Regions from separate parts of the Sus scrofa genome. Here regions 2 and 3 are each linked to region 1. A link is a contact called in public Hi-C and HiChIP or PLAC-seq data. All regions are on one chromosome and are shown on one strand. The core of a region is the stretch at or near the end of the contact, and the rest is flanking DNA. Distances in the headings are between cores, read along the strand shown. Region 1 holds the start of GCAT (2-amino-3-ketobutyrate coenzyme A ligase, mitochondrial). Region 2 holds the start of MICALL1 (MICAL-like protein 1). Region 3 holds the start of POLR2F (DNA-directed RNA polymerases I, II, and III subunit RPABC2).

What was found. A called contact is a pair of places that touch in the nucleus more often than the background predicts. HiChIP or PLAC-seq counts read pairs in DNA pulled down with a chosen protein or histone mark.
Region 2: an H3K27ac HiChIP or PLAC-seq map of alveolar macrophages shows a contact between it and region 1. The contact joins the promoter of MICALL1 here to the promoter of GCAT in region 1. A contact is called at or near these places in 1 of 47 Hi-C or Micro-C datasets (embryonic fibroblasts) and 2 of 2 datasets of contacts at active chromatin or transcription factors (alveolar macrophages and skeletal muscle).
Region 3: a Hi-C map of skeletal muscle shows a contact between it and region 1, with 3 times the contacts expected there. The contact joins the promoter of POLR2F here to the promoter of GCAT in region 1. A contact is called at or near these places in 2 of 5 promoter capture datasets (fetal liver and liver), 15 of 47 Hi-C or Micro-C datasets (alveolar macrophages, blood, embryonic fibroblasts and 7 more) and 2 of 2 datasets of contacts at active chromatin or transcription factors (alveolar macrophages and skeletal muscle).

What each region holds. Positions count from the first base shown.
Region 1 is chr5:10,036,257-10,040,084 of Sscrofa11.1, reverse strand. GCAT (2-amino-3-ketobutyrate coenzyme A ligase, mitochondrial) reads left to right here and starts at 1,606. Exons shown (of 9, transcript XM_013997525.2): 1 at 1,606-1,873; 2 at 3,388-3,518. The coding sequence starts at 1,678. LOC100510904 (histone H1.0) reads left to right here. Exons shown (of 1, transcript XM_003126037.4): 1 at 1-1,141.
Region 2 is chr5:9,955,146-9,959,177 of Sscrofa11.1, reverse strand. MICALL1 (MICAL-like protein 1) reads left to right here and starts at 2,180. Exons shown (of 16, transcript XM_021091499.1): 1 at 2,180-2,496. The coding sequence starts at 2,351.
Region 3 is chr5:9,916,042-9,919,697 of Sscrofa11.1, reverse strand. POLR2F (DNA-directed RNA polymerases I, II, and III subunit RPABC2) reads left to right here and starts at 1,977. Exons shown (of 5, transcript XM_003481541.3): 1 at 1,977-2,108. The coding sequence starts at 2,089. It overlaps C5H22orf23 (UPF0193 protein EVG1), which reads right to left and starts at 1,912. Exons shown (of 7, transcript XM_003481544.4): 1 at 1,654-1,912; 2 at 1,352-1,463; 3 at 66-128. The coding sequence starts at 1,454.

The sequences.
Region 1 (3,828 bases), core at 357-2,856:
CAAGGACAGCAACGACAAATCTCTGTAATGATGTACTTCTATTTTGTTTTGTTAATTTGTCATTAATCTACTTATGGTTTGGGGGATTTGGGTGGGTTTGTGTGTTTTGTTCAGTTGGATGGTTGATTCATTCGGAAGGTAAAAGTCGGGGGAGAATGGGGCAAGGTAGCTTGTGGCAAGATGACAGGGAGCCCAGCCTTGGTAAGGTTTTAAGTTGAACACTCCTCGTGAGTTGCAGAACGTTAGCGGAGAGGAGAGAGGTGGCATCAGTGGGACGGCAAAGGAGGGAGCAGGGGAAAAAAAAAAACAAAAAACCCTGTCTGGGCTGATTTGCACCTCCCAGTGGTGAGCAGTGGGGCATCCACATCCAGTTTCCTTCTCACTTCTGTTCCTTTGCCCCTGTAGCCTCCCTATTGTCCTAGGTGAGGGGAGGAGGTCAAAATGACAGCTGGTCCTAGAAATTGTGGCTTCTCAGAATCAGCTGGAGACTAGCTATTGGGAGACCTCTGTGGCTTCCGAAGGTCTCCTGTGAAACAGCAGAGGAAGCTTTGGGGGAAGGGTGGGGAGTGGGTCAGCCAAGTGCCTCAGAGTGCCCTGTTAAAACTTGGTTTTTTTCCACACCATCGGATTGCATCCTAGGAGGACCTTTTTTCCTTTTCGCCTGATTTTTGGTTCCTCCTGTACAAGAGATGGCTTTGCCAGGTGGTCGGCCGGGGCTCCAGCCCTGCCACCCGCCACTTAAAAACCTCCTGACCTCTTTACTTCTGAGTCTTTTATGAGTAGTTGTAGATGGGGGAGGAGGGGGGCGGGGAGTGGACAGTGAGACATACTGCAGTTGACTTTGAATTGCTAAGTAGTTTTACAGAGCTAGGTCTGTGTGTATGTGTGTATATGTATATATACAATCTAGGGCTAGGACTTAACGTTTCACACCCGGGAGCTGGGAGAAAAAACCTGTACAGTCTTTCCCTTTTTTGTAATAAAATGGGAAAACGCGCAATTGTGCGTCCTTCCCCTCCCCCCCCCACCATCCCAACCCCCTTTTACTTTTTAAACAAGTGTTATTTGTGCCGGGAAGAATTTGCTGTCTTTGTAATTTTGAAACTTTAAAATAAAATTGAAAAAAAAAAAAAAGGAAAAAGCCCGTGCAGTGTGTTTTTCTTCACTTCCAAGCCTGGAGGAGAATGCGTAGCAATCGGATGGGCAAGGAGTGGGGGAAATCTCGGGGGCGTTTGCACCTGAGAATGGGGGAGGGTTCCAAGAGCTCGACAGAACCGGGGCAACCCTGGGGCTAGAGCGTACAGAATGTGCTTCAGCCCGCTTCCCGGCGCCTGCCTCCCGCGCCCGTAGGGCATCCCCTTAACCTTCCGAGTGCTAAGTGTGCAGGCAGGGGATGGGTGGGGGTCTGGAGGCCCGGACGCGCGTTCCTCCGCCCCGTCACTTCCCCTCCCCCTTTGAGGACAGCTCCAGTCTCAATTTACAGACCAATCCACTTTCGTCCACTGCGGATCCCGCCAGGCCCCGCCCGCCCATCCCTGGGTCCGCCTCCCCTGCCCCAGTAGCGGGGGCCCCTCGCTCTGATTGGCTGTCGGGGCCCAGCCCCCGCCACGTGATCAGGCGGGGGTCTCCGTGCGTACAGCCCGCAGCGGGCAGGCGCGCTCCGGCGAGGTGGACGCGATGTGGGCCGGCCGCATCCTCTGCGCTGCCCTCTCCCGGGCCCCCCGCGGCTGTCGCCCGCAGTCAGCGCTGGCTCAGCTGCGTGGCATTCTGGAGGAGGAGCTGGAAGGCATCCGCGAGGCTGGCACCTGGAAAAGCGAGCGGGTCATCACGTCCCGTCAGGGGCCGCGCATACACGTGGACGGCGTCTCGGGAGGTAATGGACCCCGCTCCTGCTGGGAATCGTCAGACCTGGCCAGGCGTTCGAGGGCCGTTCTGAGGCTTGGGCTGGAATGGAGGTCCTGGAGGCCGTGGGCGGGCAGGAGCACCTGCACAGGTCGCTGCTGTACCCTTCCCCATCTGTCAGGCCGACTTGTCGACTTCTCGGCTTCCCGCGGTTAGCTCTAACCTGGTTAACGCGAAGGGAGGTAATTTGCCCTTAAGCCCCTTTTTGATTCAGAGGGCACGGCTGGCCCGAGATCAAGCGCTGTGAGAATGTGAGAAAAAAAAATAGAGAGATACCAGCGGGCTCTCACTCTTCCGCTTCAAGGGAGGGTGGTGAGAAGGCGGCAGCATGAACTTCTGCGTTTCTGGAGCCGCTGCTTTGTTCAGGCTTCTATTAATTGCTGCACTTGGACTTCTGCAAACTTCAAAACGTGGGGATGACCAATCCCATTTACAAACGAAGAAGCTGACCCTCAGAGATGTGAAGTGGCTGGCGGGAAAGGCCCCAGCCAGCTGCAGGCAGAGCTGGGCTTTGGTTTGGTTTGGCATATGGAACTAGCAGGTCAGCTAACTGGCCAAAATCACAGTGAGCAAAGGGCTCCAGGGCTGCTGCAGAAGTCACACCATGAATTGGCCCACCAGGCCACCCTTGTTTCTGTCTCACACCCCACAGCTTGTCTGTGCCTGGCCCCACCAGGTGGAGGTGCTGGTGACAAGCGGACCCCCAAACCTGCCATCTGCCCAGGAAATGGGCATGGACTCCTTGGTGCTGTTGTGCTCGTTTATAAAACAGAGGTCCCTGGAAGGCCCTGCCTTGCCCTCAGAGAAGCTTGGAGCTGGTCAAAAGATGGGGAATGAGGAGAGCGAGGCTCTTTTCCTGCTTTCGCCTCTCCCAGGCTGAGTAAACCTTGCCTCCTCTGGTCAGCTGTGCTCGCTTTGGGCTTTATAATTCAAGGGTCAGGTTCTGATGCGCTTCTCTACTAGGCAGCAAAGCCAGCCGTGTGGAGCGTGGGGACCAAGGCGGGCCTCTGACCCAGCTGTCCCCTGTCATCCACGAGGAAACCAGGGCCCAGACGAAGGGTTGCTGGTGAGCTTCAATGACAGGAGAAGCCAGTGAGGAACGGCCGGTTCCGCTTTGGGTGGAATGTGCAAAGTCCTTTTGTTTGTTTTGTTTTTTAAGTTTTATTGAAGTAGAGCTCGTTTACAATGTTGTGATAATTTCCGCTGCAAAACCAGAGTTTAAACTCCTCGTCCTCCGAGGTGCTGCTGTGAGGGTCCCTATCTGTCCCTCCTTTTCCTGTAACTGTTGGACTCAGTGCTTCGCTGGGGCTCCCAGCTCCCCCTCCTGGTCTCTGCCCCAGGACACATCAAACTGTGTGCTTCTTGCCTCCTCAGGGGCGAATCCAGGTTCATTTCCTCTCTGAGCTCCCAAGGCCTGGCACTGACATCTTTCCAGGTCCTTCTTTGTCCTGAGCTGCAGTGTCTGTCCCCTGTCCTCTACCTCAGGAATCATTAACTTCTGTGCCAACAACTACCTGGGCCTGAGCAGCCACCCCGAGGTGATCCAGGCAGGTCTGCAGGCCCTGGAGGAGTTTGGAGCCGGCCTTAGCTCTGTCCGATTCATCTGTGGGACCCAGGTACAGAGCGGCCGGGGGCGGTGGGGATGGTCCCCAGCGTTGGGCACTGACCCCAGATGTTTGCTTCCACTGTCAGCAGGGCTGGTTTTGCCGGCTCAGCTCCTCCCAGCACTCTAGGCCCACGCAGCCCCAGAGCTGTCTACGAGAAGGGTGGGCTTCAGGCTTCTGTTTTGCTGTGCAGCCTTGGGCGAGAGACTCTACCTCTCTGAGCATCCATGGCCCCACCTGCAGAGCTCCTTACACCTGTTTCTGTTCAGGAAAGGAAGACCAGCAGGCAGGAACTGAGATGGCCTGGAGCTATTCTGCCTGA
Region 2 (4,032 bases), core at 931-3,430, 81 kb after region 1:
TGCTGTGGCTGTGGTGTAGGCCGGCAGCTGCAGCTCAGCTCTGATTGCACCCCTAGCCTGGGAACCTCCATATGCCTCGGGTGCAACCCTAAAAAAAGCAAAAAGTAAAAAAAAAAAAAAAAAAAAAAAAAGTCTAGGGGACAGCCTAGTGACAAAATGTTTTCTATCTATTTTACCACATAATTATCAGGAACTAGGTATCAATAGTTAGAATTTATGAGTGATGACTAATGGTGAGGTATATCTTACTCTTCTCAGCCACTTTGTAAAGCAGGAATTATCCCCTTTTTAAGATGTGGATGGGGTGGCTGGTGGCTCAGCAGATTAAGGATCCAGAGTTGTCAGTGTGTGGCTTGGGTTTCTGCTGTGGTGAAGGTTCGATCCCTGGCCCTGGAACTTCTGCATGCCATGGGTGGGGCCAAAAAAAGAAAAAAAAAAAATTTACAGGATGCACAATAACTATTAAAGGCTTTTTTTGTTGTTGTTGTTTTTGGTCTTTTTAGGGCCACACTGGCGGCATATGGAGGTTCTCATGCTAGGGGCTGAATCAGAGCTGTAGCCACTGGCTTATGCCACGGCCACAGCAATACCAGATCCGAGCCTTGCCTGTGACCTATATATACCTCATGGCAACACAGGATCCTTAGCCCACTGAGTCAGGCCAGAGATTAAACTTGCATCCTCATGGATACTAGTCAGATTCGTTTCTGCTGAGCCACAACAGGAACTCCTAAAGGCATTTATTTTCTGTTGTTTTTGCTGTTGTTTTTTGGCTGTGCCTGTGGCATGTGGAAGTTCCCAGGTCAGGGATCAAACACACTCCACGGCGGTGACTGGAGCAGCAGCAGTGACAACGCCAGATCCTGAACCTGCTGAGCTGCCAGGGAACCCTTAAAACCATAAAAAAAAAAAAAGAAAAAAAAAAAGACTTGGAAACTGAGGTTCATGGAGGCACAAGATCGCAGAGCTGAGTGAGTGGGAAAAGCCAGGCTTGGAAGCTGGGTCCATATGACTCCCAACCCCCTGCTCTTTCCACTCCTCTGAGGGCTGAAGGCTGACAGAGACGACTAGGACCCTGCTCCTTTCTTTGGGGGGTGGTATGACAGACTCATCCCAGCCGACTCTTGCACTGCTCAGAGTGATGTCACCGCCACGGCAGCCTAGTGGAAGCTGATTCATCTCCTGGAGATCAGGCGAGGCCCCTGGGGAGGGTGGCTGACCCAGGTCTTAATGGCGGAGCAGGAGAATGAGGCTGGAGAGATTCCAAGATCAGGCACCCAATGCTTCCTATAGGTCCTTGCCGTGGGAACCCAAGCCACCACCACTCTAATCAGGATGCCCCGTGGGGAGGGGGGAGATCCTCGAGCCAACACAGGGGGTGAGGAGAACTCGGCAGGACTCTTGATCAGCGAGATACATCCCTGAGGGGACACCTGGACTGACAGTGCTGGGGTGGGGTGGGAGCTTGGCGCCTCCCTGTCAGATTCCCGGCGCGGGGGAGAGACCTTGAGGTCAGGGGGGTTCTGGAGCAGTGAGACAGGATGAGGGAAGCTAGAGGTCATCTGGGGGTGTTTTGGGGTCCGCAGGGGAACTGCCGGACTGGCCTGAGTCCGGGGGAGCGCCTCCCCAAAGTTTCAGGCCAGGGGAGCGTGGGGGATTTGCAGGTCCTTGGGTCAAAGAGAGGGAAGCACTCAGGATGGCAGCAAAAGGAGAATTCCCGGTGGGCAGCGTGGTGGAGGGGGAGGAAGTCATTGTGGGGAGGGGCTCGTTGGCGCTGAGTGAGGGGTTCGGGGACATCCCAGAGTTCTTTGAGGGTCCACGGTGGGGAGGGGGTGAACGGGATCGCCGCGGAGAGGGGCGGTGGGGTGCTGGGCGGGCGAGGCGGGGGTCGGCTCTGGGGGGCGGGGCCGCCGCTGGGTGGGGCGCCAGGCCCCGCCCCCTCCCCGCTCCCCCGCCGTGGCGGCGGCGGCGGCGGCGGCGGGCGGGGACCAAGACCAGCGGGACGCCCGCGCCCGCGGCCGGCCCACAGCCAGGGGAGCGGGCGGCGGTGAGTAGGCGGCGGCCGGCCGGGCCGGGCCACGCGGGCGGCGGCTGCTCGGGCAGGTCCGGGCAGGGCCGGGCGGGCAGCAGGCAGCCGAGCCGGGACCCAGCGCAGGAGCCCGTGCGAGGACTCCGAGGCCGCAGCCCCGCCTCCTCCCCGCCCCGCGCCGGTCGCCTGCGGGTCGCGCCCGGAGCTCGGAGAGGCGCCGGGCAAGGCCTCGCCGGAGCCGCAGCTGCAGCCGGAAACCAGCCCCAGGGTGAAGCCCCGTCCCGGCCGAGCCCGGAGCCGGGTCCCAGCCCCGCGCGGCTCATGGCGGGGCCGCGGGGCGCGCTGCTGGCCTGGTGCCGCCGCCAGTGCGAGGGCTACCGCGGCGTGGACATCCGCGACCTGAGCAGCTCCTTCCGGGACGGCCTGGCCTTCTGCGCCATCCTGCACCGGCACCGGCCCGACCTGCTGTGAGTGCCGGGAGGGAGGGCGGCCGGGGCGCAGGGCGGCGCGGGCTGGAGCTGGGGACCCCCGCCCCCCTCAGTGACGCGGAGCCCGGGCGGCGGCAGGCGCCGCCCCCGGAGACCCAGACGCCGACCCTCCCGCGGGCCCCCGGCGCCTCGCGGGACGCTGAGACCCCTCCACCCAGGGCGCCCCTCCCCCATTTGGCCTTTGGATCCCGCCCCCTGGGTCCCTGAGCCCGCCCCGCATGCCGGTCCCAGGGCCCGGTCCGAGCCCCGCCCCACAGGGCTCCGGACCGGAGCCCGAGGCCCCCAGAACCTTGACTCTTTGAGGGGACACCGAGCCCTCCTCAGGGATCCCGAGCCTTCCTGGCACTGGACTCTCCAACAGGCACCCTGATCAGCACCCCCCAACTCCCCGTGAGGCCTTGAGGCCGTGTTCCCTCTGTGGGGCCCCCTGGCTCAGAGAACAGTGAGCCCTAGCTCTCTGATTCCCCCATCTTGCCTCAGGGCACTAGCACAGTGCCTGGCACAGAGGAGACCCAAGGTTAGCAGAGGTCGGATGAGTGGCTATAACCCTTCCCTTAGTAGAACACAGACTTGCCTCTGCGGGTGTGTGTCTTAGCACACTCCCGTCCACCCTTGCGCAGGGAGGCTGAGAGCCGACTCCTAAGGTCCAACGGACAGGCAGCCCTGAGGGGCTGCTCCAGGGTGTGAAATGGGCCCCTTCTTGCCCCTGGCTGCCCAGTGAGGCTCCATGGGACAATTTATTCAGACCCTAGAGCGGTTGACTTCCTCTGCCACTGGGCCCTGGAACCTCTTCCATTCATTCATTCATTCATTCATTCACTTACTCACTCATTCACTCATTCATCAAACACCGAGTGCAAGTTAATCTGGCGCCTGCCATTCCTTGTACCTCCGTCTCATCTGCAGATTAGACACGAGAGTCATGGTCCTGGCCCATCTGTGGACAGCCTCTCAGACAGGGCTCCCCGCCCCACCCCCACCCGGAGCCTGGCAGCGTCTGGAGTCTTTGTGTTTCTGTTCCACCTGTGCCCCCCAAGGACAGCCCTGGGGAGGCTTTGGTGAAGGAGAGAAGGAAGGGAAGCATTGCTTCCAGGGTTCAAGTGTGTATGTAGATGCATTTGTTTATTCTGTACCTCCTCGTCGTACTGTGTCTATGGGTGGTGGGTCGAGCCGTGGAGGAGAGGGTTTGGGGGGGGGATAGATGCAGAAGTGAATGAGACAGGTGATGTTGGTGGGCCGCCGCCCACTGTGGGACACGTGATGCAGGGTAAGGGGGGCTCAGGAGCCGAGGCTTGAAGACTGGAGAAGGGCACCCAGACCGGACCCTCGTGTTCGGGCTCGAGGGGTCTTCTGTTGTGGTTGGGGGGCAGATGGTGAGGCAGAGGCAGGACCAGTGTGTGAGAGGACTCGGTGCCGAGCTAAGCCTCGCGATGGACCTGAGGCTGCCAGCACAAAGCACAGGCGGCCTGAGTTGCGGTCGGCTCCTCTGAGTCCTAGGGGTGCAGCCTTGGCAAA
Region 3 (3,656 bases), core at 728-3,227, 120 kb after region 1:
TCCAAAAAGAGTCCTAGGGTCCAGAAATCCCTCGGCCCAGGAAGCCTCTGTGGACTGCCGCTTACTTTTCATGGTGTCCATGATGTGGCGCTGTTGGAAGTTAGTCAGTTTGGATTCCTTCATCATGGCTGCAAGACAAAGCACTTCAGTGAGGCCTCCTGGGCTGCGAGCAAATGTCCTCGTTTTGCCTCTGGACCCCATTCTGTACCTGTGTACTCCCGCTCTTCCTTTCCTGCTTCATTGTTTTCTATAGCACCCATCACCATCTAAGTTCTATATATTTTACTTATTTATCATTGTAACATTCCTACTGAAATATTAGCTCCATGGATGCAAGTCTTTTTTCTTTTTTCTGTTTTGCCTTTTTAGGGCCACACCTGCTGCAAATGGAAGTTCTCAGGCTAGAGGTTGAATCGGAGTTGTAGCCATTGGTCTACACCACAGCCACAGGAATGCCAGATCCGACCATGTCTGCGACCTACACCACAGCTCATGGCAATGCTGGCTCCTTAACCCACTGAGTGAGGCCAGGGATGGAATCTGCGTCCTTATGGATGCTAGTCAGATTTGTTTCCACGAGCCACGAAGGGAACTCCACAAGATTTTTTTTTCTTTTTCTTTTTTTTTTTTTTTTTTTACTGCTGTATCATCAGCAACTGGAACAATGTCTAAAAGCTCACAGTGGGCTTAAAATCTTTTTTTGTTGTTGTTGAGTGAATGAACAAGCAGTCATTAAGCATGTGCCAGGGGCTGGAGTTACAATTGCGAGCCAAAACAGGCACCGTGTCCTGATGGGAGTTCATGAACTAGAAGGGCAGATGGATGTTAATTCAACATGAATTCATAGGGACACACAAGGTATCTGACTACAGGTTACGCTAAGCCCAGTGAAGGAAAAGGCACTGGGAGTGTGTGGGCACCTAACGGTTGGTTGCACTGTGTTGGTGGTGGGTGGGGAGGAAATAAGGCTTCTCTGGAGAAATTGAAAGTGTGATATAGTATGTGTCACTGGGTCACCATGCTGTACAGTAGGAAAAAAAAAATTGTATTGGGGAAATAACAATTACAAAAAAAAAGAATAACCAAAAAAAAAAAAGTGTGATATAAGGGATGCATAGCAGTTAACTACTCTAAAATTCGTGAGTTCTTTGACTTTTGGCCACTTTCGAGTTGCAGGACCCCCAAACTTTCCTGAACCCCAGGCTTCTTATCTGAAAAATGAAAACAGCAATTGCAAGCCATAAGTCATGCAGGTGAGAACTGAGTTACAGAGGTTAACAGTGACTACCGCTCTCCTTTTGTCCTTTCATGCACTGACACCACCGCCCCGCCCCGCCCGACCACCACTGACCTCTGAGCAGCTCGCAGGTTCTTGGGGTGTAAGCGGCCGGCTTGGGGCAGCGCCAGAAGCCAGTTCCTTTGGTCACAGTCTCCACCCTCTCCTGGGAAGCCATGGGAGGGCTCTGAGGAGGGAAAAACGCGACGACACACCCCCTGTCTCCCATATACAACCTCTGCTTCCGCATCCCCAACACCACCCAAAGTTTGGGTCTGGCGGGGGCGGGGCCCGCAAGAGAATCGTGACGCCGCCCATCAATATCGCGACAGTGCCCAATCCTCCCACCCGGAACAGATCCACTGGCAGATACACACATGCGAACAGAGACCTCATCCAGACCCGGCGCCTGTGGCAGGGAAGCCACCTCTGGAGGAAAGGGGCGTTAGGGTAACCTTGCCCGTTGTGTGATAGACCCAAACGGAAACCTCACTCTTAGGTAAGACTCCGGCTGGGTGCCCACTGAGAGTGGCCGCTAGGCTCTGAAGGAGCACCCGCGCCGGAGCCCTGCAGGAATGCTTTTGAGATCTCCGCTGCTCAAGCTCTGGTTATACACTCTGGCTACCATGGTAACAAGCTCTAGCTTCTCGGCGCGTGCGCACTATCGCCCTGCCGATCCTCCCGGAAGCAATTGCCTCTAGGTCACAGCGCAGGCGCAGAGTGCGCGTGGCGCAGCTCGTGGCGGAGGCGCGCAGTTTGCGGGTCTCCGCGCGACTCTTAGCGCAGAACCAGGGAGCTGCGGCGCGGGCGTCATGTCTGACAACGAGGACAAGTGAGTGCGGGAGCAAAGTGAGCTTTGCCGAGCCTGGTCAAAGGAGGTTAAGGAGCCGTTAACCGAGGGGCAATGCGTGAGGGGACTGGGGGTATTGAGGGGCCCGCGGAGCTGAAGAAGGGAAAGGCGGGGGGACCAGGAGCTTAGACCTGGTCACAGGCTGGGCCAAGAAAAGCCCCAGTTTGAGGATCCGGAGAGAATCAGTGAACGTGGTATCTTTCCACAAACTTTCACGGAGTCGGGCTCTGTCTCTTGATTTGGAATTACTGAGGTGAATTAGGCATAGCTCCTGCTCTTCAGGTAGGGGGCCCTTTCTAGAAAAGGGGACAGGCCCACAGACGGATACTGCAGGGGTCGTGTGAATTGCACGAAGTATGTAAAAGAAACCCAGCGGAGGGTCTGGGGAGACTTGAGGTGGTAAAAGTCTGGGAGGCTTGCGGTAATCCAGGAAAAAAAAAGGAGTGACTTGTACTAGGTAATCGTAGTAGAGGTAGTGAGAAGTGGTTTTGATTTCTGGGTTTATTTTGAAGCTAGAACCGGAAAGATTCCCTGAATGTGTGGAGGAGAGACAAAAATAGAGGCGTCTTTAGCATAAGAGTATTAGTCAAAGCTAAGAGAGGGGGCGATCATGGGGAGGCGGCAGGGGGGTGGGTGGTCAGTAGAGAAGAGGAGATGAATGAGCGTCAGAGCATCCTAACTGTGGAGTGCCTGGAGGGAAGAGAAGCTGAGAAAGAGCCACTGTGAGGCGGGGGAACACCAAGACCGCGAGGTGTCCTTTTCTTTCTTTCTTTCTTGGTCGCCCTTGTGGCATCTGGAGTTCCTGGGCCTGGGATCAGGTCCGAGCCACAGTTGTGACCTATGGCACAGCTGCAGCAGTGCTGGATCCTTAACCCACTGTGCCGGGCCAGGGCTCGAACCTGTGTCCCAGTGCTCCAGAGATGCTGCCAGTCCTGTTGCGCCGCAGCGGGAACTCCAGTGGAGAGTGTTTTGAGTGAGAGGGAGTGATTCGGTGTGCCACCTGACAGATCAGGCTAAATGAGAACAAGAATAGACCAGTGGATTTAGCAACGTGCAAATCATTGATGAACTTGAAAGGAGTGGTTTTGGTGGAGCCAAGGAGCTGAAAGTCTTTGGGAGTGAGATGATGACAGAATGTGAGGAGAAGAATTGGAAATGGCGAAGATGGACGACTCTTTCATGAATTTTTCTCCCACAGGGGGGCATGGAAATAGGGCTCTGGAGGGAATAGAAAAGGAAGCTTTGGCGTTCCTGTCATGGCTCAGTGGTTAACGAATCTGACTAGGAACCATGAGGTTGCAGGTTTGATCCCTGGCCTTGCTCAGTGGGTTAAGGATCCGGCGTTGCCATGAGCTGTGGTGTAGGTCACAGATGCGGCTTGGCTCTGGCATTGCTGTGGCTCTGGTGTAGGCTGGTGGCTACAGCTCTGATTAAACTCCTAGCCTGGGAACTTCCACGTGCCGCGGGTGTGGCCCTAGAAAAGACAAAACCAAAAGAAAAGAAAAGGAAGCTTTGTTTTAGTAAGTTGAG